3 separate regions of the Rattus norvegicus genome follow, and regions 1 and 2 are each linked to region 3. The links are chromatin contacts, called in public Hi-C maps. All regions are on one chromosome and are shown on one strand. The core of a region is the stretch at or near the end of the contact, and the rest is flanking DNA. Distances in the headings are between cores, read along the strand shown. Region 1 has its middle 18 kb from the start of Gng12. Region 2 overlaps Gng12 (G protein subunit gamma 12). Region 3 has its middle 100 kb from the start of Gadd45a.

The links. Hi-C and Micro-C count contacts between places; a contact is called where the count stands out from the background.
Region 1: a Hi-C map of kidney shows a contact between it and region 3, with 2.8 times the contacts expected there. The contact joins two enhancer-like sites. A contact is called at or near these places in 4 of 12 Hi-C or Micro-C datasets (the A7r5 cell line, kidney and liver) and 1 of 1 datasets of contacts at active chromatin or transcription factors (oligodendrocytes).
Region 2: a contact with region 3 is called in a Hi-C map of kidney, with 5 times the contacts expected there. The contact joins two enhancer-like sites. A contact is called at or near these places in 5 of 12 Hi-C or Micro-C datasets (the A7r5 cell line, hepatocytes, kidney and 1 more) and 1 of 1 datasets of contacts at active chromatin or transcription factors (oligodendrocytes).

Annotation. Positions count from the first base shown.
Region 1 is chr4:97,347,060-97,349,759 of GRCr8, forward strand. It overlaps a transcript of Gng12 not described here. Among named protein-coding and RNA genes, the nearest start is that of Gng12, 18 kb to the right of the region's middle. Within about 2 kb of position 1,337, at least 7 of the 93 cell types and tissues checked have an H3K27ac peak or open chromatin away from gene starts, as enhancers often do. A contact at or near this core is called in kidney and liver, where this site is marked.
Region 2 is chr4:97,418,441-97,421,140 of GRCr8, forward strand. The region is part of intron 2 of Gng12 (G protein subunit gamma 12); the gene reads left to right. Among named protein-coding and RNA genes, the nearest start is that of Gng12, 54 kb to the left of the region's middle. Within about 2 kb of position 1,296, at least 14 of the 93 cell types and tissues checked have an H3K27ac peak or open chromatin away from gene starts, as enhancers often do. A contact at or near this core is called in kidney, where this site is marked.
Region 3 is chr4:97,588,769-97,591,468 of GRCr8, forward strand. No RefSeq gene overlaps it. Among named protein-coding and RNA genes, the nearest start is that of Gadd45a, 100 kb to the left of the region's middle. Within about 2 kb of position 1,288, at least 11 of the 93 cell types and tissues checked have an H3K27ac peak or open chromatin away from gene starts, as enhancers often do. A contact at or near this core is called in kidney and liver, where this site is marked.

The sequences.
Region 1 (2,700 bases), core at 87-2,586, 240 kb before region 3:
TGGTGGCTCACGACCATCTGTAATGGAGATTCGATGCCCTCTTCTGGTGTGTCTACAGTGACAGCATACTCATATACATAAAATAAATGAATGAATGAATAAAAACAAACAAGCAAAAACCAACAGAACAAAACTATGTACTAGAGAAAGACTATTCTGGAATGTAGAGGTGTTTCTTTGCAGTCCACGTGGCTGTTTTGGTGGTAGGCTTTGTTTTCCTAACCCACAGAAGGGCTGTGTCTGACAACAGCTCTGACTCTCAAAGCCTGTCCGGCTACAATAGCCTTCAAACTGCCCTGAGCTGTAGAGTGTGACACATAGTAAGAACTTAACAGATGCCAGAGGACTGAAGAAATAAGGCCGTGCTCCCTGAATGTGTGCCACCAAGATGCGTAAGCTACTGCCTTTTTGATCAAAAAAGGAAATTAAATTGTATTTTTGGGGAATCATACCTTCTTCAGTAGTACACAGGTTATTTACTGACTTCTTTCTCTTGGCTTCATCATGCTGCCTTAAGGGGCAGCTAAAGACTTGGTTGACCTTGACATTGTTTAATGTTGATTGCACAGCAGCAGTCTTGGACTCACCTAATACTTGTTGAGCTGGGAACAAACAGCTCGTTCATTCCTCTGCAGTAATGTCTGCCCACTAAAGCACCTAATGTCTGTGACACAGCAAGGGAGTCCTAGGAACTGCTGGGAATGTGGAGAGAGGTTCCGGTTAGGTATTAGACAGATGTGTTCCTCTTGCTTTGGATAAACAGTGCCGAGGGCAGCGACAGGAGCCTTTGGATCTGCATCTTTTGTAAAAAGACTTCTAATTTAGGAAAGAAGTGGGGAACACTGGTGCCAAAGCCACCAGAAGCTAAGAGTTTATCCGTGTCTCCCTTACTGCCAGCTGGCTGTTCCGCAGCTTCTTCAAGTTTGGTGTCAGAATTCGCTTCCTCTTCCTGCAGGTTTTGGGGAGGTTTGGGATAGCAGGTGGGAGCAGAGCCCTGTTTGCTGGGTATAGCTGTCAGGTGCTGGGTGAAGGTGGCAGAGGCTGGTCTGTACTGTGCCCTTCTGCTTTCTGCTGCTATGAAAAGATGCCAGCATGTCTAAAAAAGTGAATGCCTTCCACTTTTCATTTGCTTAGATGGAGCAGATCATCCTCAGTCAAACTTGCATTCCCAAAGCAGAAATAGCAGATTCTCATGAAACTCATGAGCCTTCCTGTGGTCTTCCTTAAACAGCAGAGCCATCTGCCACATTTCAGTAGGATTTCAGAGATCTTGTACCATGCATCTGCATGTGCTTTGCCTCTTGTTGACCTACGTAGTGGATAAGCAGAATGCTTCAGCTACTGCTTAGTCCAAAGAGCAAACAAACTCTCCTGGCGTGCTCCCTGGGAGACAGTGCTGGCCTTCTGCCTTTGCCTTCCATTTACCTGTACTTCCCTCACTTCCTTCTGGCTCTAATACATAACAGGGACTCCAGGCCACCCACACCCACAAGGGCAGAAGTCACCCTGTCCACACTCACTACATTCACTTCCTGAACTTTACGCTGAGTTTCTCTGACTTACAACCTTTGGCCTGAGAACTCGTTGCCTACACTTCATACTCACAGGGTCAATCTCTTCATAAAAGAAAATTATTAATATGTACGCCCCAAGTTTAACAATCATGGTAGAAAGGAAAAATACTAAAACCTGCTTCTATCCCGTTCTCAGACAAGCCTTTCATACCACCTACAGGTATTAGCCTGTAAATTTAAGGTATTATGAATGTGCATGTTGTTTCTTCCCATTCTTTTTTTTTTTTTTTCTTTTTTTTTCGGAGCTGGGGATCGAACCCAGGGCCTTGCGCTTGCTAGGCAAGTGCTCTACCGCTGAGCTAAATCCCCAACCCTCTTCCCATTCTTCTGTATAGACACTTTCTCCACTGTCTGCCTTGGTGTTAAATTAGCAGTGTGTGAGAAATGGCTTCTCTTTCAGTCACATCAACTTTCCATTGTGCGGATGTAGCTGGAGCTGTGGATGATACTTAATCCTGTGGTCTTACATCCTGTGAAGACAGCTTAAGAGCAGGTGTACCCCACAGTGGTCTGCTGAGCCACTGGTTTCAGTGAGCACCTTCAGGAAGTTTTAGATCAGCATCCTGCTCCAAGACTAGCAGTAAGAGGACTGACTGTCAGTCCTTTTTCCTTTTGCCGATCTGGTTGGTGAGAAGTGACAGTTTAGAGTAGTGATTTTTTTTTTTCTTTTCATAATTAGAAGTGAAGATTTGAGTTAAGTATGGGTCTTTGTGACATTGTTGAAGCTGGTAAATTCCCCTGCGAGACTTTGTGACTGTTCTTGTGTATAGTCTGTCAGAACTCCTTATAAAAATGGGAGGCTGGGTGGAGTGGGCTCCCAAATCATTAGTGCAGAATCAAGACAAGTACAAAGTATGATTTCGCTGCATTTACTAACATCCGAATTACAGGCTTCAGCTAATGGCATTATTAACTTGCAGCTTCTCCAAGGCCACAAAAAAATTATCTTCCAGCTTAGAATTTCTCTTCTCCTTCCTCCCCTCCCCCCATACACATACAGACACACAACACGTACATGTACATACATGTACACATGCACATCAGTGTGTAGGGAGATTGAAAAGGAGATTAAAACATGTAGGTTCCAATTATATTTCCTGTAAAATCTTTTCAGAAGTCTAGACTG
Region 2 (2,700 bases), core at 46-2,545, 170 kb before region 3:
CACAGGAAGGCTGCAACCTCTCAGACCAGTGCCAACATAGAATAAAGAACTGCTTGTTGATGTACCTCTCCTTTAAGATGAAGCTTCCTCTTGAAGCCCACTAGTCAACTTCCCCTCGTGTTTCCCTGGAGAGAATCAGGACACATGACTTTCCTATACTTATCTCCGACACTTACGTGATCTACCCCAATCTAGACTTATCGTAGCCAAATGAAGAGGAAACTTACAAGGGTAGCAGATGGGGGATGGGGGAGGGAGCTCACAATCAAGATTACTCGAGGTCACACCACCATAAACATCCAAAGAATCGGTAGACACTATGCATGGCTCAGAGGAAAAGTGGGCCATTGACCTTGTTCCTGGGAAAGAACCCCAAGGAGCATGTGGCCTGTTTCTCTGCAGGAAGTACAGATGGAATGGTCAGTGAGGACTTCTGGAGGAAGTGATTTCTAAATTGTGGAAACGTGGGGAGAAACATTTTCCTTTCGGAAAGATCACTCTAGTGGCAAGAAATAAACAAGAGAGGACTGCAGGAAAGATATAGAGAGGAGACCCTGGAGGTAGCCGCGGGATGCAGTGGCGTGGGTGGGCTAGGACTAGGCATCTGCCCACACATCAGTGCTACTCCCTAAGCTGGAGACCATAACAATAGGTTGAGTTCTGCAGTTGGGATAAAATGGTGAACAAAGGTGCAGCCAGTGCTCTCTCTGTGGGAGACTGTTGAGTGGGTGGTCAGGAACCAAGGGAATCAGGGACAGACACATAAGGCCCTGGGGTTGTGCTAAGCGGCCACACACCATCCTCTTAAGAATGTGAACAGAGACAATGGTGAAGAGAGGTGGAGTGAGGAGATACTGAGAGCAGGCAAGCAGATCATACCTCTCCAGGTCCAGGCAGGGACAGCAAGGTGTGTACAATGGCAAAGTAAGCTGCACAGAGGAGATAGAGCACAAGAAATCTCATCAAAGTGATTGCACTTGGCCTGAGCATAGCAGACCTGCATCTTGGCAGTGTGCGTACAGACACTGTCACTTAGTGCTGGCCAATTGTCCATAAGTGCAGGCATTCTCGCACTAACAAGCATTGCAACAGCCCAGGTAGGAACAGTTCAAGGGAGTAGGGGCGTTTCTAAATGTGGCACTCCTTGTCCCTTGTCTCAGGCCAGTGCTTTGTTTACTAGAGATCTGCAGAGAGCCTTCACTCATCGCTGACCAAGCATTTCCTGAAGTACAGTCTAGTACAAGAGACAAGGAAAAGCAGAAATACAGCTGCAGAGCACGAAGACACAAACCCCCAGGGCTGCTGTGGCTCTGGCCTCTGATCTAGCTGGCCTGCCATTACTACTGTTGATGTAATAACTGGTGGCACTAGATCATCTGCTCACTGTAGACATGAATCAGAGCTACTAAACAACAAGAGCTTCCTACTGATGACAAATGAAGAAGGTGTGGATCTTGCCTTCCGGGAAGGAAGGCCACAGGGACAGAGCTCTGTAGGTCAGTGAAGCAAGTGCTAAAACTGCAAGGGGCAGAGAGGCTTTGGGCTCCACCCCCCACTTCTCAGGGAATGCTGCTGGAATCTGTGATGGACATCTGATTCCAGCTCCCTTTGTCTCTCTGGGATCCTTCTAAGGTCATAGGGGTGGATGATGTCATTTGGTTTCTAGCACGTAGTATCTAGCACGTAGTGAGTTTCTGGAAATGATGGCAGATAGCTCTCATTGTAGCCTAAACAAGTAGAGGGGTTTTGTGGGTTTACTGGGAAAATGGTGCTTCAGGCACTTGTCAGCCATGAAAGTATTTAGATATGCTACAACAGGACTGGCTCCGGCTTTTCAGTGCATATTCTGCCCACAGTTGATGAGTTGTATTTGTCATGTATCACTACTTGGCCTGGCATCTCTTAATGCTGAGGGCAGATGGACTTCTCTCCATACATGGGCTCAGTAGGTTAGGCTAGCCAGGGGCTCCTGTAACCCTTTCAATTGGGAGTTTGGAACAGAGACATTGGTGAACTTTCCTCTGGACTCTGATCCATTAATGATGGTTGATATGCCCACAAAAGAAGAAGCAACAACTTTGATGCTGCAGATCTGCCAGCCATGCTGAGTGGTGTGATAATTCAGCAAGCTGTGCTCTGACACAAAGCAATTCTCAAGCCCTGTGCGTGTAACTATTTCTCAAGGACAAGTTAGAAGGGCATACTTGGGAGAGTCTTCTAGAACACAGCACACTGAGACCATCTCACACACTTCTGCCTGTACTGAGCTACCCTCCCATCCCAGATAGATATTCAAATGCTGCATCTGAAGAGCCAAGACCGGGTGGGTGGGGACAGTAGTTAATGGCTGTGTTGACTATCACAGTCCCTTGCTGTGGCAGAGGAGTGAGCGAGTATGTGTTAGATTCTGAAGGAGCTAATCTAAGTGTTAGCAGCAGGAATATCTGGTTGTCCAGCACTGTGTATTAGAGGATCACCTCAGTCAATGGTGAGCTGTGAGGAGTTGCCGAGGGATATACCGCAGGAAGAGACTGCTGTTTCCTGGCACAGTACTAACTGATGTGATACAAGTGTAACAACGCTTGCCAGGCTTAGCAACCACTAACCTAACATCTTTGCTCCCTCTTAATGCTGGTTTGGGTTAGAAAGGCAGCCGCATGAACTCTAAATGGTGTTGGGGATTACATTTCATTTAGTGCC
Region 3 (2,700 bases), core at 38-2,537:
TGACATGGGAGTGCGGGAGGGGCTGGAGCTGTATCTGTCAATCAGTAAGTCTTTGGCATAAAGGACTTTCTTGTTGGCTATTTGTCATATACTTGACGTTATCCCAGACTCTGTATAGAGAACATTTCCAGCCTTTGGGTGGGGCAATAAGATGTGGAAACCAGAAACAGGGACCAGTGCTATTGTGCAGTATAGTGAGGGTAGGATGTCAGACAATAAGGAGATCACCCAAGGTTGAGGAGGAAGACAGGAACCCCTTCTAGAAGCAGGATTCAAACATGAGATATTTGTAAGGACAAAGACAACAGTGGGCTTTCTTCTTAGCCTGTGTGGAGAGTAATTAGGAACCACCTTTCAGCACCACCACCTACCTACCTACCTATCCGCTGAGTGACACTGGGAGTCACATACAGTCTCTGAGTCCATTATCTTATTCTGTGAGATGGAAGTCAAATTCTCTGTCTGACGAACTGAGACCAAATGAGTACAGGGGAGGCGCCACAGCTCAGGGATACTGAACCCTCTCTCTCCTTTGACCTTCTCTATGGTTCACCAGACTGGGAAGTTCTTCAGTCCTATAAAGTGAAGAACAGGTTGCAAGACAGAAGATAACACAAATCATGCAAGAGTTTAAATCACTTGGTTTAGGCAGGGTGTTGGATAAGGGAATTGTTGACACTAAAGGGAAGACAAGGCTCAGACTAAAATGGGAAAACAAGGGGGCTGGAGAGATGGTTCAGGGGTTAAGAGCACTGACTGCTCTTCCAGAGGTCCTGAGTTCAATTCCCAGAAACCACGTAGTGGCTCACACCCATCTGTAATGGAATCTGATGCCCTCCTCTGGTGTGTCTGAAGACATCGACAGTGTTCTCACATATATAAAATAAGTAAATCTTTAAAAAAAAAATAGGAAAACAGAGTAAAGCCTACATGATTGATCTCATGATATTGTCATGTAGAGACTTGAGGCCGCATCAGGGTTCCCTAGGAAGTCAATCTAAAGAGGGGGAGACAGCATACTGCTCAGATCTGTTGTAGTAAAATGGATGGGGAAAGATGAGCTTAAGAGCTAGTGGGGAGGAGTCTAGTGAGGGTTAGCCATGCTCACCTTTATCCCAAGATGGTGGTGGCTACTGCAGGAGGATATGCCAATTTACTAGTTAGAAAGAGCTCTCTGGCAATGACTACTAAGGTGCCTTAGAGTCGGGGCGGTACTGAGTGCTGGTGAAGACACAGTTTTACTGCAGTGTAGGAGAGAGGACAAAGGTGAACCAGGAAGCCAGATGGCTATCTTCTCCCAAGTTCCTCTTCGGCACAGCGTGGCTTCCTATAGCCTTGTGACTCCGAGCCAGGGAGTGTAATTGCCTCTAGGTTTGCTTCTTTTCCTCTCTGCATTCTTGGACCAAGGAGAGTTCCCAGTTACCACCTCCCTGTTCTGAGGTCTCTGGAGATAATAAGGCATGAGGATACAGCCTGTGGGCTGCTGATCATGAGCCAAGAAGCCCTACAGGCCCCTTGCTTTCTCGATTCCCCTTCTCTGGCCATAATCCTACCATGCAAAGAAATGTTTCAGATGCCTTCCATATTGTTTTGTAAGCTGCCAAAATCTAAACCTTCCTCTTCTACTCTCACCAAGCAGATCTTTACCGAATTAGCATGATCAGGGCAGGAAAGGACGAAGCCAGCGTCTACTTGTTCAGTTGTCTGTCCTCTCACTGTATAGCTGGGAGGAATTTGGAGTCGAGAGCAGTTTCCTGGAGGTGAATTGAAGCGTGCAGAGACCCTCGCAAGCTGTAGCACACTTCCCTTACTCCTCTACAACACGCCTCTGACTACTCTGTGTGGGTACAGACAAGGAGGTCGCAGGTTCATCGGGGCACAAATGATGTTACCACCTGACATGGTGCCAATTGTTCATAAAGTGAGCTGATTCCAGCAGGCACACAACCCAAGCTGGTACCATGCCCTCCTCATAGCATCTGCCAGGTGCCTGCAAGCTTTGTGCTGCCAAAGGTCACCAAGAAAGCAGCGTCCGGGGCTAGAGCTTCATGTGGCACTTGAAGGAGCTGCGTCTGAGAAGGGTTGGTACATGTGGGCAGAGTAGCAAGTCAGCGAGGACTGTGAGTCCCCGGCAGCACCTGTTCCCAGGGAGTAAATAATTCTTTGTCCTTGGGTCATGACTCCTGCCTGTCGCCGAGCAGGCATTCCTCGTGAGCTGCCAGCCTCACACCAACATGCTGCCGGTGTAAACTGTGCTTTGGAAAAAGAATCAAAGGTCCTGGTGGCTTTTACTCCCTGCTCAGCTCAATGTAGCTCTTGGACTCCTATTTCACAGCTGCTGCCCAGGCTCCATGGTGAGTCTACCAAGTATTTGGATCTGGCACCCCCTACCCTGCACTGACAGAAGTTGGGTGACACGGGCGGGCAGCCTGAGATTGCACTGGGCTGCAGTCCTGGGAGAACAGGTGTTGGCAGCTGCCACATCCCTTGCCCCCCTGCCTCCTCCTCCGCCCCCTCTGCTCTCCTGTCTGTTTACAGTGTGTTTTCCTGGGACAACATTTGAAGTATTCTAAATATGGACATCGTGGCTAGAGATGGAAAGTCAGCCTCATTGTGTGGATGGAGAATTCGTGAGTTTAAGACAGGGAGGACGAATTCTTGTATTTGGAAATGAGTACGGTTACTCTGTTTTGAAAGAAC